4 separate regions of the Mus musculus genome follow, and regions 1, 2 and 3 are each linked to region 4. Evidence: chromatin contacts called from public promoter capture Hi-C data. All regions are on one chromosome and are shown on one strand. The core of a region is the stretch at or near the end of the contact, and the rest is flanking DNA. Distances in the headings are between cores, read along the strand shown.

Region 1 (4,711 bases), core at 2,138-4,637, 660 kb after region 4:
GACGTATATGTAAATGTAAAGTTGTTTGCCTAGCAGTGACAAGAACACAGATACAAATGTTCCCTTAGCCATAGGTATGTCTGCTTATAGTGTTTGTGTTTTTCATGCGGCTTTGGCAGTTGCACATAGGAAAGGAGATGAAAGGTAAGATGTCTATCCTATTCCTTTATGCGTTGGTCCCTGAAGTGGGCTTTTTGAGACATCACCACACATTAGCTGTGTGAAAATATGTATAATGGTTGGATTTGTTTTTTTTTTTTTTCTCAAACACCATGGAACATGTGTTTTTCCTTCCAGGGGACCAGTGAGAATCGGGAAGCCTCTCCAGCTGGTGGAGCCCAGCGTGCCCCACGTGAAACTCACTCCGCCTCACCTAGAAACCAGCCATCCCCTGACACAGCAGCATCTCAAACGCAGTCCAGCCCTGCTCACCCCAGTGCTACCCCGCATGGACAGGAGAGTGGAGAGAAGCAGGCTCAGCCCACTGTGGGAGAACACTGAGGGTCAGCTCATACCCTGCATGGCACTAGGCACCTCAGCCAGGACAGGGGGCGAGGCCCCAACCCTGACCATGCCTCTACAAGGGGGTCACTGCAATGCATATGCTTCTAAATATCTAAACTCATTACTGTGGAACAACACACACACACACACACACACACACACACACTCACTCACACACACACACTCACTCACACACACACACTCACACGCACGCAGATGCACAAATGCACAGGCACACATGAGTAAATGTTGGCAGGAAAACAGAGACTGCCACAGTCCAGTAGAGACACAGAACAACGTCTCTTGGTTAGTTAGGTCTGACCTAACTTCTCCACCAAGATGAAAGGGTGAGAAGCAGAACTCACACCAAGTTGGGTGAATGAAAGGGCCACAAAGTGAACAAGGACTTCATCTCCCTCTTCTGATTATTTATTCTGAATATTGGGTTCTTAGTGAAAAGTGAGAGGGAAAAAAGTATATCTATAGTTTTATTCGTCTTGAAGAAAAGAACTTTAAAAAATATAAGACATATTGAAAAGGGAACCAGATGGAACTTAGTAGAACATATGCTTTTTTTGTTGTTTAGAAAAGTTCACTGAACTTTGTACATCTCTAGCAAATCTATTTTTATATGCATATAGTATATAGTGAGCATAGTTCTTTGGGACGCAAAGCTGTTGCTGACTACTGCATACTGAGTTGAGCTTTAAAATGTCTTTGATGCAATGGGCTGTGAGAATGAGCAGAAGTGAGAGGCTATTTCAAAGACTCCAAGCAACTCAGTATCCTAAGACATGACAGACAAGGCCTTCCTAAGCAGACCCTTCTATAGCAGCCTCTGATGCTGGATTTTAATTAGACTTGGGTTCTAATTAGCTAATGGAATTAAAAAAAAAAAAGACAACTCACCAGATTCCTAAGTGTTAAGCTAAAGAGTACTATTTACAAACAGCAGGATAAGATTTAAGTGCCTGGGGGAGGGACATGATGTTTAAAACTTACATAGTAGGTCTGTTTTGTTTGTGAAGGAGTAAGTAGGGAACCAGGAATGGGAATTCTGGGAATAAGAATGACTTTCTAAAGACTTAAGACAAGAATCTTAGAATATTCTTCTCCCCCAAACCATAGTCATACACTGAAAACTTTTGGGTTTGAGCTACAAACTACACCAGGTACCACCCCAGATAGAGGGTGTCTTGGGTGACTGCATGTAGAGCTTGCTCCTAGAAGGAAAGCAGAGGCTGTAAGAAGCCAAGGGATGCCTGCCTATATGGAAGGGGGATGCTGCTGTGGTTGAATGGGGGTCAGTCATATTGTGGATGGACACCAGAATGGTTCGAAATGGAAGCTCACCCTAGCCTCTAACATAGGAGACAGGATCAGCTGTACAGTGAAGGCCTCTGTGTGACCGTTCTGCCTGCCCCTGCCTCGGGAGGAAACATTCTACACCTGGATGCCTAGCTTCACTACAAAACACAGCTTGGAATGATGGGAACAATTAAGCTGATGGTTACTTTTGCACTTGAATGGTACTGCACTGTCAACCCCCAAGGCTCATTTTAAGTGACCTTTAAAATCAGATGTATTTATTATGCTCGTGCAATTACAGAAATGAAGTGGGAGACAGGCTGAGCCCCACCTATGAATGTACAGTATGTGGATTGTGAAAGTGACTGTAGGGAATCAGAGCGTTGTATCTTGTGTTTACAATTCTGGTTGATTTCTTTGAAAAGCTGCTGGTTTGGGAAATGCACAGTGGGTGTATTGAAATAAAAGGTAAATACCATTTTTAAATATTTCGTAAATGAAAAACACGTGACCAAACAAGAGAACATCCTCTGCTCTGTAATGAATGACACCAAATTCAATATGCCTTCGTTACAAAATGTTTACTGTGAGCGTCGATCCAACAGTGCAGTAATTTCTAGCCTTTTGAGCTGACACCTTCACGAGTTTGTGGACTTTGTGACTTTTTCTTCCTGTTCTTACAGTGCCATATGTCACTTGAAAAATATTAAAGTGAATTCCAATTAAACTTGATTTGAGAATTTTATAACCTCTCTTGAGATCCTTAGAAATACTCAGGGATGTCAAAGCTGAGGCTAGGAATCACTACCATAGTGATTTGTCCTGCTCCTCTCTGCCTGCAGGAAGTTATGCTACCCTAGAGTTCTGTGTGAACCCAACTTGGCTCGATGCTATTAACTAGACTATTCTTTTTTTTTAATTAGGTATTTTCCTTGTTTACATTTTCAATGCTATCCCAAAGGTCCCCCATACCCACCCCCCCAACCCCTTACCCACCCACTCCCCCTTTTTGGCCCTGGCGTTCCCCTGTACTGGGGCATATAAAGTTTGCAAGTCCAATGGGCCTCTCTTTGCAGTGATGGCTGACTAGGCCATCTTTTGATACATATGCAGCTAAAGACAAGAGCTCCAGGGTACTGGTTAGTTCATATTGTTGTTCCACCTATAGGGTTGCAGTTCCCTTTAGCTCCTTGGGTACTTTCTCTAGCTCCTCCATTGGGAGCCCTGTGATCCATCCATTAGCTGACTGTGATCATCCACTTCTGTATTTGCTAGGCCCCGGCATAGTCTCACAAGAGAGAGCTATATCTGGGTCCTTTTAGCAAAATTTTGCTAGTGTGTGCAATGGTGTCAGCGTTTGGAAGCTGATTATGGGATGGATCCCTGCATATGGCAATCACTAGATGGTCCATCTTTTTTGTCACAGCTCCAAATTTTGTCTCTGTAACTAGACTATTCTTAAAGCAGAGTAATAGTACATGCCAAAGGCCAGCACAGCTCAAGAGCCAGAGTCATAGGACAGTGCTACTTTATCGTCCTAGTGAGCTTGCAGTGGCAGGAAGTTGCAGTGGCAGGAAGTTGCAGTGGCAGGAAGTTGCAGTGGCAGGAAGTTGCAGTGGCAGAAAGCAGGCAGGTGGCTAGCACTCCCGGGGATTTGCAGCTTGCTCATGGGACTCCTAAGCAATATGCCTCTCGGCATATCAGTTAAGTAGAGCAGCTGCAAAAGGGGAAGTTCATCCATGGTTAGGTCATTTGTTTTTCAAAAGCCCTACCTGGTATACATAACCTTCCCCATTGAAAATATGAGGATTCTTAAGCGAATAGGGCCTAAGTTATGGGATCATGGTCAGAGCCAGGACACAGACTCAACTCTTGCTAACACCAGAGCCCTGCCTACCACCTTCCCATCCTAGTGGGAGGGAAAGCGTCCACGGTGGTACAAGACATAAATAGCCAAGCCATGAGTTCTGTGTGCCTGAAACCTATGTGTGTTTGTTTCTATTCTTGATTTCTAGACATTCTCTAAAACCTTAAATCAGCATCCCAAGCAATAGCCTTACCAATAAAACGTCCTGACAAGATTGTAGGCTACTTTTGTTGTCCCAGTATGAGTGCTATGGGCTGCTTGTGACTCTTACAGTGGATATGTACCTACTGTGTCTCTGAGGATTTCTATCTTTTTTTGTTTGGTTGGTTGGCTTTATTGTTTGTAGAACATGATTTTAGTATTTTCAACTGTTAATATTCAACAAACAGAATCATTTTAAGATATATTTTGTTGTATTTCATTTCTGATTTTATTAATTTAGATACTGTCTTTGTGCCCTCTGGTTAGTCTGGCTAAGGGTTTATCTACCTTGTTGATTTTTCTCAAAAAAACAGCTTCTGATTTTGATTCTCTGTAGAGTTGGTTTTGTTTCTACTTGGTTGATTTCAGCCCTGAGTTTGATTATTTCCTGCCATCTACTCCTCTAGGGTGTATTTGCTTCTTTTTGTTCTAGAGCTTTCAGGTGTGCTGTCAAGCTCCTGTAAGCTCTCTCCAATTTCTTTTGGGAGAACTTAGAGCTATGAGTTTTCCTCTTACAACTGCTTTCCTTGTGTCCCATAAATTTTGGTATGATGTGTCTTCATTTTCATTAAATTCTAAAAAGCGTTTCATTTTTTTTCTTTTTTTCTTCCTTGACTGAGTTATCATTGTGTAGAGCATTGTTCAGCTTCCACGTGTATGTGTGCTTTCTGTTGTTTTTATTGATATTTAAGACCAGCCTTAGTCTGTGGTGATCTGATAGTGTGCATGGAATAATTTCAATCTTCTTGTATCTGTTGAGGCCTGTTTTGTGACTGATTATATGGTCAGTTTTGGAGAAGGTACCATGAGGTGCTGAGAAGAAGGTATATT
Region 2 (4,696 bases), core at 478-2,977, 680 kb after region 4:
GCTGTGATATGTAATGTACACACACACACACACACACACACACACTGGGTGGGGGGGGGCATGTAAGGTTCGGTACTGCAGTGCTTTTTTAAAAAATACATTCCCTGTGGGTGAGAGAGATTATTGTCTAGCTGTCTCATCACAGGCCCCTCATAAGACCATAGCTTTTACAGTAGCAGCAGTTCTTAGACCTAGCCAACCAAGGGTTCCCAAGGTGTCACTCAACACTGCAGGACAGTGATCCCCTCCTATGTGAACGTAAGGAATATCTGGAATGGCAAGACAGAAGTTGCCATTTTCTTTTCAGCTGTGAACTGGAATTTTATCATCTCCTGGGTATCTTACACTTCTCAGAAAGAAAGTCCTGGTGAACATTTACATGCGTCTTTAACACAACTGAGGACTATTAAGCTAGGCGCAACAGTACAGCTCTGAAAACCCTTCACCTGGGAGGTAGAGGCAGGAATGTTGTACAGCCAAGGCCAGCCTGGTCTATGTAAAAATCTCCAGATCTGCTAGGGCTATATGGTGACCCATACAGCAGCAAAACTTGAAAAACTGAGTTCCTTGAAGCAAATAAAAGGAGCAGAAATAATACCTGTGTGCCCTGGAGAATACGACACCTACAGGTTAAATCAACAACTGCACTAGAGCCCAAGATTCTGAATCTATATAACTACTTCTACCCCTCTGCTGCCACGCCCAGGAGCCCTCCTCCTCAAACTGTTTTATATTTTCACAAGTACCTATTATATTTACTACCAATTCTTTGTTCTCTAGCATGTAAAATGGGCATATATGAATAATCAGTATAAGACAATGCAGTTAGAGCAAATCAGCCCTGCATAGCACAAAATAGTTAATTAACACATTCCTGTTCAATGAAAAGCTGACCACAGACCGTCCCCTAAGGTGTAACTCACTGCAAGATACCAGTATGGGCACAAGGTGTGACAGAAGCTAATAACTGCTTACTGAACATCCATTCTCTCTTTCAGTCTTAGACACCCTACTAACTTTGTCGGTGTCGGAATATTATCCAATTGAAAGTCTGTATCTTGACAGCCTCCCTTGAGTCTGTAAGTGACCATGTAATGAAGAATACAAACAAGCAATCTTTTGAAGGATGTAGTGAATGGTAGAAATAAATGTTAAACTCGTGGAGACTGCGTTTTGCTGCTACAGCTTTCTGAGCCAGAATCTTAAGCACCCCAAACAGTCTGAGTAGCTCACTGAGACTTCCTGTGCACCTGGTTCAATGCTGGAGCATCAGCAGTATTTTGCATATGACCAGCTACCCAGGTCACAGCAGCCAATCAGAAACAGAATTTCGGTTCCTTTCTGAAGCTTCTATCCTTCTCTAGCCTTGAGTTTCCTGAGATTTCTGAAGACAGATAAAATAAGGTTTCAGACATAAACTGCAGACAAAGGGCCAGCTGTGCGGTTGTCCAGCGGTGTGATCCTGAACAAACCAAAACACTGAAGTATCCGATGCCCGCAGACAGGGGCGGGGCCTGGCCGCGGCCGCGCGTGACCCTGCGGCGCCGAAAGGAGGCCCCCCCGCCCGGAGCCGGGGTTACCTGACATCGCTGCCTCCTCGTCGTGCACCGCGCTCGCTGGCAGTGTAGCCAGGGGCTGCAGCCAGAGCACCAGCCACCACAACCTAGGCAGCATCGCGGCCAGAGCGGCGGAAGTGGCGCAGCGGACCAAGAGCGGGAAAGCGGAGGGAGGGGATTGCAGGGGCGGAGCCGGCTGCGGCCCCGCCCTTCCGCGGTCCGCCGAGCGGCTCTCCCAGTGGCCTCCAGGGGGCGATCACCTGCCTTCCCGATTCTTGCTCCTGGGCCAGCTTGCAGAGTTGGCGGGCAGTTTAAAACACGCCGGAGCCCCGCGCAGGGTTCTCAGAGCACTGGTGCGGGCCACTCAGAAAGGCAGGCTCTTCACATGCACCCTCTCAGAAATAAGACCAGCAAGCCCCACTTAGACAAAAGCCTGACTTGTTTGTTTGTTTGTCCCTCCTTTCACCTCTTCCTTTTTTTTTTTTTAAGCAACAAGTTGAGAAATTTGGTGCTTAAATAATTTGTGTCTAAGCTCATGAACACAGTATCTTTCAAAAAAAAAAAAAAAACCCAAAAGGGTTATATAAGTTCACTATTAATAAAGTGTTACTTTAATAGAGATCTGGAGGCTGGAGAGATGGTCCAGTGCTTAGGAACACTTATCGCTCTTCCAGAGAACCCATGTTTCCCAGCGTGCACATGGCAGCAGCCCCAAACATATGTAACTACAGTTTCATGGAATCAACTGCCCTCTTCTGAATTCTGCAGACATATGGTACACAGACATACACACAAGCTAAACACCCATACACTTAAATTAAAAAATAAGCCTTCTTTTAAAAATGAGATTGTATTTTTAAAAATTCAAAGATATAGTGAGTGTTCTAAACATAACCAACCTGGCAGAGATGATAGCTCTCTAAAGTCAGCCTATTGAGACAGAAGACTCCAAGAAACTGGAATGCTGCACAGTAAACCACTCTGGGGAGCAGAGAAAGCCACCACCAACCACAAGAGAATAGTCTGTCCTAGAAAGAGACTCACAGTTTCTGAGCCCTATGGTTTATTGATGATCAGGATAATTCTGTGTTAAGAGCAAGCCTTCTTTGGTCTCTGGAAACCTTTCAGTGTGACTTACTATTTCATACTTGAAGTAGGGCAGAAGAGTGTGGTGGTAGTGGACTGTAATCCCACCATTTGAGAAACAGAGTTAATGATGGGTAAGGTGAGCCTAAGTGGCATAGGGGATCCAAGGCTAGTCTGGCTACATGAGACCTAATTTAACCTTCCTCTGATCCCCATCCCTGCCCCACCACACACACAAAGCTAGAGTAAGAAGTTGTGTTCTTTTCTCTAATTCCAGTCTTCCACTAACAGCACTAAGCTCGATATAATAGAAATCTTTTTTTTTTAATAACTCAGCTTCAATTTTTTTTAATGGTCTAAATAGGAAAGAATGTCTCTGAGTTATCTAAAGGAGGCTTTCACCAAATGCCCCGTATATGTGTATACCTAGTATGTGGCTGTAAAAGCTCAGAGTTTTTTTTTTTAAGGAAATTATTAGGGGCTGATTTTTAAAAATAAACCTTCATTATTGGAATCTGTCCTTTATCATTTTTTTTCCCTGGATCCCCTTGGTATGCCTCTTGCAAAGCAACTTTTTGCTCCAATTCTGTTCAAACTGGTTTGGTTAATTTGGGATAATGCTAAGGAAAGCAACTGAAAGAAACATATCACCAAATGACTAATGTACTTTCTTAAAGCTGTCTTCAATAGATAGAGAACAAGCAGAGACATATGTTTGCAGCGCTGATCAAAAAACAAAACAAAACAAAACAAAATTAAACCATCTAATTACTAAATTGGTAGATGAATTGAATAGGTTGTTTTCAAAGGTAAAAATACAAATGGTCAATAAATATTTAATATCCTTAGGTATGGTGGCTATTTTTGGTCATCAACTTGACTACATCTGGAATTAATTTAAACTCAAATGGCTGTGTACACCTTTGAGGAATTTTTCTTTTCATCATTTGAAGTGGGAAGACATACTTTTACTCCAGATCTTTCTTTGTCCTATATAAAGGACATGGAAGAAGGAAGCTTGCTCTTTTTTGTCGCGTCCGCTCTCGACCAGCAAGAACGACACGACCACCAGTCCTTCTAACGGCAGTTTATTCAGCAAACTTCCGTCTTCATCTCTCTCGCTTCAACTTTTTCTTCATCTATCTCCCACGAACCCCGGGCCTCTCACTCTTATATACTCTCAGTCCTCATCCACTCACAGCAGGCCATGTCACCTCACCAAGGCACGCAGCTTCAGCCAATCAGGGCGGCAGGGGCATGTCTCCACCAAATATGGACTTGTTTAAACCACCAGCATCATGGCGCACCTGTGCAGCTCTCACGACGGTTGTGGCTTATTTTCAGGTGTATGAGGAAGTCAGGTGCAAGTCATAAGACTTAGCTGCAGTCCCTGGCGCCTTCTTGGGACTGCTGCCACACCCGCTCCTCACACTTTTTCTGTGATTCCTCTTGCTAAGTCCATTCCTTTACTGTTATCAGAGCCTACCAGAAGACCAGCTGAGACATCCATCCATAGGGACTGAATAATTGCTAGATTCTTGGGCCTCCCATTAATAAACAGCAATTGTTGAAGGAGATGGTGCATAGTAAGCCATTCTATCAGTTCTGTTCCTCTGGAGGTCGCTGACTAATACAGATTTTGATGTCGGGAATGGTTCCAGAGCAACAGAAGTAAGTATAAGGATACATATAACTTTTTAAAGTATCCGGAATAAGCTTTCCAATTGGCTAACATCGACGGTTACCAAAGCCTCTCCAATTATTGATGCTTCTTCCTAGCACCTTGGAGAATACTGAAATCCCACGGTGTAAGCTATCTTAAGAACATGAGAAGGCAAACACATTTGATTATCCTGATTCACCAATTATGAGAGGCAAAGGATTTGGTGACTCTGTGTAAAAAGAGGTTTGGGCAACTTGTGGGAAAAAAAAATAAGGAAAATGAAGATGCTGGTTGGCTGCTCCTAGCATCTCGGGATAAACTGACAAAGGAAAAGAATACACTTCATGATAAAATTAAACAACTTCTATCTTACCAGAGTATGGAGTACAAC
Region 3 (4,802 bases), core at 1,635-4,134, 590 kb before region 4:
ACACAGGATTTTGTTACTCCTGCCCAATGTTTTAGAGTTGAGATGCCTGTGTTTGTCTAACTTACATTATACATAAGCACATTTAATTATATGTAGCAGAATGATATTTTCAACATACATGCTAAAATTATTACCCTGATTTTTAATGGTCTTTAGAAATGCATTCCTAGCCAGGCGTGGTGGCGCCCGCCTTTAATCCCAGCACTTGGGAGGCAGAGGCAGGTGGATTTCTGAGTTCGAGGCCAGCCTGGTCTACATAGTGAGTTTCAGGACAGCCAGGACTATACAGAGAAACCTTGTCTCGAAAAACCAAAAAAGAAAAAGAAAAAAGGAAAGAAAGAAAGAAAAAAAGAAAAAAGAAATGCATTCCTTATCTAAATTTCTTAGTTCTTAATAAAGAAAAGTTATTTTAAAGTTTATAAATATCATCTTAAACATACTCTTAGGCATTAAGAGTTACTTCTGTTACCCAGTTTACAGGGGTTTCTACTAATGTAAGTTCTCCTCCGGGTTATTGTGAATCACTTTAAAACCTGGTGAAACAATTTAAAATTATAAGATCTAAAATCAAATTAATTAAGCATAGTATGAATGCAGACTGTAGCACACAGGACTCTTTCCATTTACTAGCTGGCCTATTCTGGAACCAGCATTTCTTGCTTTTGTTATTAGTAAGTTTTGCTTAGTGAGTCATGTACAACATCAGTGACACTTGCTCTTTATAAACATGACAGGCATTTGCTAGCAAGTCACTGAGGTTATCTTCCAAATCTAAATTCAGATCACCAATGCTTGGTGGAAATTTTCTGAGCTGAAGGTGTTGTTTGGGAGTGGTGGAGTTAGTGGCATTTTTGAAACTGGCAGAATTAGGCGAAATCCAGAACTCCAGGAGCTTTGGCCACCACATGGAGCTTCAACATCAACTGATCAAGCGTCAGATTGTTGCCCACAGTTGCACTGTGGTTGAATACTAAGAACTGAGCGGTTCATATTTTGCTGCCAAACAACCAAAGAAGCGTTCCCTTTAACTTAGTTTCAAACTTCCAAAGCCTTACACAGTAGCCAGAGATGACACATTTAAACTCTAAGGGGATTAGTTTTAGCAAAATTCTGCTAATGGAGCCCTTCAGTCAGCCATGGAGTCCTGATTTCTGACTGGGAAGTGGACATCACAGAAGCGTGAGGCTGGGAAAGGTGAGAGGATGGGAAAGGCAATCTTGGAGTACAAAGGAAATGGCTAAAAGGGGTGTTTCTTCCCATGATGAAAAACCAAAACTTTATGTTGGTCAGAAATCATTTAAAGGTGCTGCTCTCCATGTAACGTTTGCCTGCTCAGTTCACTTCAGTGGACTCCACATTTCAGAATCCCAGTGAGATTGTCCATGCAGAGCCATGAGATTGGGTCATGAAATGTGTCTGTGTTCTAGCCTACTGTTCTGGGCGAGAAATCGATCCATTTACCTAACTAGAACCACTAACCCCCAGAGGGGAAATGAGGAGCCCTCTTTTGTCTTAAAGCAGGGCCTTGCCAGAGTCACACACACACACACACACACACACACACACACACACACACCACACCACTAAGGCCCACTCGGTCAGTCGGAACCCACTTGCATAGTGTCTCTTTGCTTCCTCTGCCAGTTTGTTCTAGCATGTTCTTCGCCCTTGTGACTTTTGTTATTCTCCCTCTAATGGACCATCTTCCTGCTTTTGAGTGCTCTGGTCTGTGTGTCCTCAGAGTTTCACACAGGCAAAACTTAGCACATAGTTAATGACAGGTAATGAGACCCCCTCAGTTAATAGAAAGTGGGCAGCCAGCCCACAAGCTTCAAAGGCTGAAAGTAGAAAATAGTTTTACTACTATATTTGTCTGTTCTAACATAGCTAGATTGGGAGAATCCCCCATACAGCCTTTTAATTACATATATCATATATTTCATAATGGCCTTTACCTCTTCAAAGCAATTTCTTAATCTTTATTCTACTGGTTTTGAGTCTTACTGTGTTATGAAAAAATTAGAAGGCTTATTATTAGTCCTTCTCACAGTTGACCAAATTGAGGCAAACGAGATTAAGTGTTTTTGTCGTTGCAGCTATAACAACATAATTTTATGTAAACTGGAATACAAATATCCGTTTAAGCTTTAGCTGTATCTATAACTCTATATACATACATACACATTATACATTGTATATGTGTGTATATATACATATATACACACAACACTGTATGTGCTATATGTTTACATATATGCTTGTTCAAAATACTTTATTTATGAAAATGTAGTGTTTTCTTTAGACCCTGACAGTCATATGAGTGTTTTTTTCATAGACTTGAAAAGGCTGTGAATCTAATGGTTGTTTACTACTTACTAATGAGGAGAAAATACTTCTTACACTTAATTTACTTTGATAGATGTTTTTTCCAAGACCAGTCAAACCTGGCACTGTGTTATGTGTCTCACTGAGTGGAGAGGAGGAAGATAAAAGGATATAATTAATTATAAGACCCAGGTAAGATTCCCACGCTTAAGGAGCTGTCCATCCACAGGGAATTACATCAAGCCCAAGGCTGGCATGGGCTCCTGACCCTAACTGCCTCGTCCTGCTCTCCTGGAGTTCTGCTGCCTCTCCTTAGTAGATGGGAGGACTGTGCTTGGTGCACTAGATTAGGAATCACTGTGCCCTGACTGCTTGGCACACCCACTTAGAACAAGGGCCAGTGAATGGTCTCTTCAACACAATCATCATGCAAGTTTGTTCCCTGAGAGCCTTGTTAGAGAGTACAACTTGAAAACTCTTTGCCATAGCCACACAGACTGGTGTGGTCTCTGGCATTGAAGCTTGCATGTTCGTGTGCAAACATGAGGAGCGCAGAGCCAGTGCAGGAAGTGAGAGCTTGCCAGTGGCAGTGAAAACTTCAAAGCAGGGGTAACCACAGGATAAACTGTTAGCTAGCCCAAGTTTCTCGATGGCAACCCCCAGAGAATTTTGTTAGTCTTCCCTGTTTCCATGATATTGTTCCCCCATGTTCTTGTGTCCCCTGAGTCCTGCCTGCTTTGCAGTACTGAGGCTCTAGACCATATAACTGCTTCTAGCCATCAAAAACAATTCTCATTTAGACTAGAGGGTTGAAATACTTCAAGGTATTTGAGACTCCAGTTTAAGGAACTAAGATTGGAGATTGTTCATTAGAGATAATCACACTCCCTCCCTTTCTCTCTCCCTCCCCCTTTCCTTCATTTTCCCTCCCTCCTCCCTTCCCTCTCTTCCCTCCCTCCTTCCCATTCTTTCTCCTTCTATGTGCTTTGACAGGGAAAATATTTTAAAGGCAAAGCAAAATCTATTTATGACAAGGAGCTACTGAGAACACATGTTGCACACGAAGAAGGAGCTAACACATGCCAGTGACTTAAGCTAACAAAGGGTTACTTCTCTTTCGAGATTGGGTTGTTAGGGTTCTCTGTATCCCAAAACACTCACTAGCCAGGCTTGAGAGTACCCAGTTTCTGTTCTTTCTACACCAAAGGGAAGAAAACTACACAGGGATTCTCAATGGCTCATAAATTCTGTGAGCTGAATGTGACGACACTGAGGGACCCTGGAGAGATAGGTGGCTGTCACATGTATTCATCTTTTGAACTAATAGCTACATAATACTGGACACAGCATAGACAGTAAATGCTTATTACATTGACACAGTTTCCAGGTACTCTGATGTCTTTGGGGGTTACTCTGGACTGTCTTAGACTGGAAGAAATAGCAAAGCCCATGAAGAAAAGCCCAAAGAACCTCCACAGACTCAATCATTCCTAGTACCTCTGAGATGCTGAAGATAAGGGGACCTGGAAGCCCTTTCACTCTGTCCCCGAAGGATAGATTTCCAGGGTGGATCATTCCTAGCCTAGTCAGTTTCCTGGATAGCATCTTCCTGCTGACTCAAGAACATAGATCCCATAGAGGTGTTCCCTGTCTGCTGCCTAGCACATGAATTAGCCCATGAATTTGTTGAATAACCAGTATGTGGAAAGTCTGTGATATAAGCAGTCTTTGCAGACTTTGATAATGAGTTGAAACTGTAGTCTATGACAAGACGGTCTTTTTTTCCTTTTGTTGGTTGTGGTAGAGTGGTATTTTAATAAATGCAGCTGTGTGTGTGTGTCAGCAAGGTGGGGGGGGGCAACACCAAAACAAAACAGTGGGGGTATGATCTCTGAGCTATTCTAACCATATTCCCCTTCCCTGAGTGTCTGCCCCACCAGGGATCTTGAATTGAGTATCTCTGTCTTCTGTAGTCTCCATGGACATGACTGACAGTGAGAGCAACACGCTTTGGTAGTGTGTGTGCTTCTGAAGTTCAGACAGAGAGCAAACATTTTCCATATAGCTTGGACCATATCGCTATGCTTCTAGACTAGCTGACCCTCTGAACCAGTGACCTGGTCAAAAGCTGGAGGTAGAACAAGCTTTTGGGGTTCAGTGTCATGTGGTATGTTTAGTCCTACCATCACATACTTATGATTGTGTGCTTTGCTGAAACCAATGCTGCAGCTAATGTCTCATGTGGAAGGAATACCTCAACACGTCTGTTCTTTAGAAAGCTAGAAACCAATAGTGGAAAGGGCCTCGCCTCCTACAGTTTCTGTATGTTCAAGTCTCTTTGCTCTTCTGGATGCTTCTATTTGTGGGTCTGGAGTTATGCTGAAGTCTGTGTACATGTTTTTCATACTATGAGAGGACTGATATATTTCATGCACTAATCACCATGCCGTGGTGTTCATAGATAGGCAGGCTAACAG
Region 4 (5,056 bases), core at 1,103-3,602:
AAAATGCATGCTCTCAGTGTGACAGATTATGTAACTACACATCAGCCTGAGGCAAGCAAGTAGAGACGACAGGTGAAACTCCCACCTGATTTTAGAGTAATCTAAAAAACACAAACTAGAGATTATGTTTAAAATGTGGATTTCCACTTTCTTTTGAAAATTATGATACTCTAATCATTTTAAATTTTAAATTTTAAATACTCTAATCATTTTACATTCTTGAGTGACAATTGGTTAAAGCTAAGTATATTTTACACTTTATATCCAGTCCAATTGTTTAAGTCACTGGTCCTCTGGTCATCTGCAAACAGCTGGGTTTAAAAACCCAAGCTTAATACAACAATGTCTTAAGTACTATGTGAATTCTATGTGTACATGTGAATAGTTTTGTTTTTTTAAACTATCAGATGATGCTTTCCTGGGACTGCTGTTGAAACCACAAAGCATATATACAGGGGGAAAAGGCATCATTGAGAAAAACATCATAAAATTTATTAGTTCTGGGAATGGTTGTTGCTTCCTTCTGTTATAAGGATTGGCAAATGTTGAGACCCTACTGTGAACTGGGGAAGCCTTAAAAGCCAAGACAAGGTATGAGATATTTCTACAGCAGGTTTTGGTTTGTCTGTTGTTTTCTTTTTTGAGACAAGTCTCACTGAGTGGCACTGGCTGGCCTGGAACATCTGCCTACCTCTGCAGTGCTGGTATTAAAGGTGTGTACCATAAGGCATAGCTATTTATCGTGGTACTTAGTGGTCTTATACAATAGAAAAGAATTTAACTATTAAATTTTGACTTTTATACATGATAAATGGAAAAGAGTGGTGACATTTTTCTTTAAAAAGGCAGAAAATGACCCAAACCTTTGCTACTTACTTCAGATGAACCTGAGTTTGGGAGTGCAGTGCTTCCCCCAGCACATTCCCAGTTTCATCCACCACAGCCGCTCCTGTGTCATCACAGCTGGTTTCAATTCCCAGGACCAGTTTATGACAAGAGAGAGTTCTGGGATGAACACTAAATCTTCTTAAAAATCCATAAACTTTACTCTTTGGGGGCTTGGGAATAGCTCCTGCTGTCCTTCTTAACATTAGCATATTTGTTACTCTACAAATACTTCCTAGAAAAGAGTTACAGAAATATTATGTCATTTGCAATGAATTCATTTATTTAAACAAAATAATGAATGTTATCTTATTTTTTAAGTATGCAGACTTCAAAATTTTAAGAACATTTGTAAAAACATTATCAAAATCTTTTAGAGGTCCTAGAAATCACTAGATAGGAATAAATCAAATTTTGCAAGAGAAAAATGAGAAGCATATAAAATGATTATAATGTATCAAGTTGAGCACCCCCAAAGTGAAAGAAGCTCTAAAGCACGCTACCACCTGAGTTGTTAGTGGAAACACAAAAAGTACTAAAAATATTATTGTATAAAATTGCCTTAGCTGTGTTTACAGGATGCAAATGAAACACGAATTTCACATCTATACCTGGGTTTCATCCTCAAATTGGTCACGAATATGGCACATCGCAAAATTAAAAAAAATTTTTTTTTGAAATTTGGAACACTTCTGGTCCAGGCATTTTGGGTAAACCATGCTCAACACGCACTTTATACAACAGTTAATGTTATAGTATAATAGTTATGTGGACAGTACTACTTAAAGTGATGTTAAAAATTAAAGGCAAATAGAACAAATCAAAAATAAAGGCCTCCCATTTATTGACTCCCCTCTCCCCCAGAAAATAGTGTACTGCATTTGGACAGTTTATTAAAATATTATGCTCACTAATCAGGATTTAATTTTGTATTTTGGAAGCAAGCCCTCTCATAAAGTTCATTGTAAAAAACAAGCAAAAACCCCCGGCATCTCTGCAAAGACAACCGTAAACACTTATCCAATCTTCGGATTCACATCTCCACTTTTTGTAATAGGTTCACCACCCAAACCTCTTCCTAAACCCTTCTCCCCACATCAACTCCTCCCCAAAAGGTAGCAATCCATCCATCACTAAACATAAACACTCTAGTATTCCCACACTGCAAGACGTGTGGAATGAGCAAAACTGGGGTTAGAAATACAGTGAACGCGTCAACTGGGAAAGCAGACCTGCAGTGACTGGGCTGAGAGTAAACTACGCGCAGATTTCAGTCGTGAGCTCCCACAGCCTCTCCAGAAGAATTAGTTTTGGACAACACAGCTGGAATCTGTTGCTGGAAAGCAACGGAGTCTCTGTTGGTGGTGAGCAAAAGCTTGGGACAGGAAAGACGTGCGCGGGAGCAGTCTCCATTCCCCTTAGGAAACTGCGGGCGCCCGCACTACGCAGGCGCCCGGAAGTGACGTCACCGCCCTTGGGCCGGCGGTCCTTCTCTTGTCTTAGTAAAGAAATGCTTAATAACTTCTTATAGCCCCAGGCGTTCCTGCCAGGTTTGTGAATACCAGGTCTTTTACTAAGTCACGCTGATAGCGACTCATGAAAAGGTGTCCAGATTCAGTAGATCTCACTGTGCCCACACTATGCCGCATTTAAGGAAAGGGTTCTGCCCTCCGTTAGAACTTTGCTGCCACCAAGAGAAAAAGGGTAGGATTTACTGTCATTCTATTTTAGGAAAGCTGTCACCAGACTTAAAAGGTAGTGGCCTGAGAAACCTTCCATTTTCATGGGGAAAGTATTTTCATCAGAAGTCAGAACACCCGCAAAAACAGCACTTGATTCTCAGTGAAGTGTATTTGGTTGTACAGTTTAAACAACTGCTGCATTTATCATCCCAAGTGAAGCACCCATGGCATTCTATAGCCCCGGATTACTAGGTCAGCTTTCAACTTTCTGTATAGCATGTACTAATTATTGCATCTTGCTTTGTTTTTGTTGGTCTGGTTTGTGAACCTGTTAGTACAATCAAATGGATGTATTCCAAATCTTTCCTCTCTACCTAAACTTTAAAACTGTAGCAAGCAAAGGCTTTACAATGCAAGGCTGGGAAGGGCTTGGATCTTTGCTTTGATGAGTTAAAAAACCACCACCACCACCACCAGGTAACTCTTCTCACAGACTTACACTAAACTCTAGGAGAAGGTACTAGTAAATTCATAATTACAATATTGAACTTACTTTTAAAAAAATTGAGACTTTTTTCAACCTGTGACAATAAAGTAACAATTTTGTGCCAGCAGGGTCAGGAACACATCCAGGAGATACTGTGCTTGGTGGCCTCATTTACAGATAATTGGGCTGCTAATTTTGAATGAATTTAGTCACAGAGTTAAGTGCCTCTGACTAACACAGAATGGGCCAGGGCAACCTTGAGTCTGGAACCTGTTTGGTTAAATACCAGAAGTCAAACTCATTTGTAACCTTCAGGTGAATTTAATAGGAAGAATTTTACAATACTTATACCTTACGTGTTCCACTTAGATGCATGTACATGTGTATGAAATATAAAAATCTATGATTCAGGTTCTTGCAATGTTGTCCAGAACTCGCGGACTTCTTTTTGTAAGCCTCCACAGTAACTGGGACTACAAATACCCACTCCTGTAGGCCTACCTGGACTTTATCACACATTCATCCAGACTGTTCCTTTATGGCAGGTACTTTCTTAGTTGTGAGAGCTAAAAACTTAAGGTTAACCCTCGATCTTCAATGCAGATAATTGAAAGGTAGAGAACTGGAAATGCACACAAAGTGGAGTAACCTGGAGAAGGCTGAGTGGTTTGAATGGCTGTATCTGTAGCCTGGCAAGATCATGACCTAATTCCTTGGTTTCTGCATCTGATTCCTCTCCAGGCTTTGGCTTGGAAGTGACTGGACTCTAGATTACTGAGTCACACATCACAAATTGCTAGAAAACCATTTAAAAGTCATCAGAACTTGTTAGTTTATTAACTTGTGAAAAAATGTAATAATGTTGGAGCTAGGATAGTGAGTCTGCTGGTCTCTCATCTTTGTTTTCAATAAACCACAATGAAGATCAAATGAATATTATATGAAAGCAGTAGATATAAACTCAGTGCTCTTAATGGCTAATATTTCAAGCTTGAGGAATTGCTTCCCACTTGAGTCACACACCAGCCTCAAATCAGTCATGCATTCTATGGCCAGCTGCCTTTCTCCTTTCCAGTCTTCTTTACTAAGCAATTCCATCTTTGATGTGAGAAAAATCCTTGTACTATAGGAAATACTGTTCGTCTGGTTTCATTTTTGGAGGATTTTTCTCTTACGTTTGCTGAGGTATTATACTTACTTTACAACTTGTCCTTCAGGTTATCTTCTTATGGCAGATAACCATAGAGAGAACCAAGAGAGAATACATGGTCTGAAGAACCCTTGTTGTTTATACTCTTCACTACCATTGATCTCCAAAAGTCATCTTCCCCAAAGTAAAATTTAGTAGCTGGTAAACATTAATACTTCAATCTTGGCAACAACTATTCTCCTCTGTCTTTATGAATGTAAGTGGAAATCATAACCACATTTGTCCTATTGTGACTACTTCATAGGGTCTTTGAGGTTATCTGTTGTCTACCATATATCAAAATTCCCTTTTAAACATAGAATCACATATTATTGCATAAATGCGTTATTTTATCCATCCCTTTTGATATGGGCATGTCTTGACTTGTGGCTAATGTGAAGAATGCGGCTGTGGACATGGATGTTCACACATCCATGTTCCTGCTTTACTTCTTTCAGATCTATACTTTGTTAGTACGTTTTTCATTGTTGTCATGAAGAACACTTTCAAAGGATGACAGGGTGTTTGGGCTCCTCATTCAGTTCATGTATGGCTGACTCCATTGCTTTGAGGACTGTGATTACGGAATCGCTTCATTTTCTTCTTTCTGCAACAGTGTCATCCATGAAGTGCACATTTGACCACTTACCATTTTACATGCTACCGATTAGTCTGAGTAACTGCTTGGCTGCAGTCGCTTCCCAACTATTCTGTTTTCTATTCTCAGCTCATTTTCAACAGCAGTCAGTGAGCTGTGAATAAAATGAATCCCTCTCATTTTCTGTGTAACTTTTTCACGCTGCCATTCTCCTT

Evidence for each region. Promoter capture Hi-C pulls out the DNA fragments that hold promoters and counts their contacts.
Region 1: a promoter capture Hi-C map of pre-B cells shows a contact between it and region 4, with 4 times the contacts expected there. The contact joins the enhancer-like site here to the promoter of Osgepl1 in region 4. A contact is called at or near these places in 5 of 39 promoter capture datasets (the C10 cell line, the HPC-7 cell line, hippocampal neurons and 1 more), 1 of 115 datasets of contacts at active chromatin or transcription factors (astrocytes) and 2 of 9 other capture datasets (adipose tissue and liver).
Region 2: a contact with region 4 is called in a promoter capture Hi-C map of pre-B cells. The contact joins the promoter of Nemp2 here to the promoter of Osgepl1 in region 4. A contact is called at or near these places in 5 of 39 promoter capture datasets (the C10 cell line, the HPC-7 cell line, the SN4741 cell line and 2 more), 1 of 115 datasets of contacts at active chromatin or transcription factors (astrocytes) and 2 of 9 other capture datasets (adipose tissue and liver).
Region 3: a contact with region 4 is called in a promoter capture Hi-C map of pre-B cells, with 2.6 times the contacts expected there. The contact joins the enhancer-like site here to the promoter of Osgepl1 in region 4. A contact is called at or near these places in 14 of 39 promoter capture datasets (the 3T3-L1 cell line, 3T3-L1-derived adipocytes, the C10 cell line and 8 more), 2 of 484 Hi-C or Micro-C datasets (B cells and cerebral cortex), 4 of 115 datasets of contacts at active chromatin or transcription factors (astrocytes, embryonic stem cells, large pre-B cells and 1 more) and 1 of 9 other capture datasets (liver).

What each region holds. Positions count from the first base shown.
Region 1 is chr1:52,654,132-52,658,842 of GRCm38.p6, reverse strand. It overlaps a transcript of Mfsd6 not described here. Among named protein-coding and RNA genes, the nearest start is that of Nemp2, 26 kb to the right of the region's middle. Within about 2 kb of position 3,387, at least 81 of the 459 cell types and tissues checked have an H3K27ac peak or open chromatin away from gene starts, as enhancers often do. A contact at or near this core is called in the HPC-7 cell line and pre-B cells, where this site is marked.
Region 2 is chr1:52,627,736-52,632,431 of GRCm38.p6, reverse strand. Nemp2 (nuclear envelope integral membrane protein 2) reads right to left here and starts at 1,727. Exons shown (of 9, transcript NM_001142647.1): 1 at 1,581-1,727. The coding sequence starts at 1,674.
Region 3 is chr1:53,904,458-53,909,259 of GRCm38.p6, reverse strand. The region is part of intron 13 of Hecw2 (HECT, C2 and WW domain containing E3 ubiquitin protein ligase 2); the gene reads left to right. Among named protein-coding and RNA genes, the nearest start is that of Mir7681, 57 kb to the right of the region's middle. Within about 2 kb of position 2,884, at least 39 of the 459 cell types and tissues checked have an H3K27ac peak or open chromatin away from gene starts, as enhancers often do. A contact at or near this core is called in pre-B cells, where this site is marked.
Region 4 is chr1:53,310,920-53,315,975 of GRCm38.p6, reverse strand. Osgepl1 (O-sialoglycoprotein endopeptidase-like 1) reads right to left here and starts at 2,352. Exons shown (of 8, transcript NM_001285839.1): 1 at 2,118-2,352; 2 at 877-1,120. The coding sequence starts at 1,097.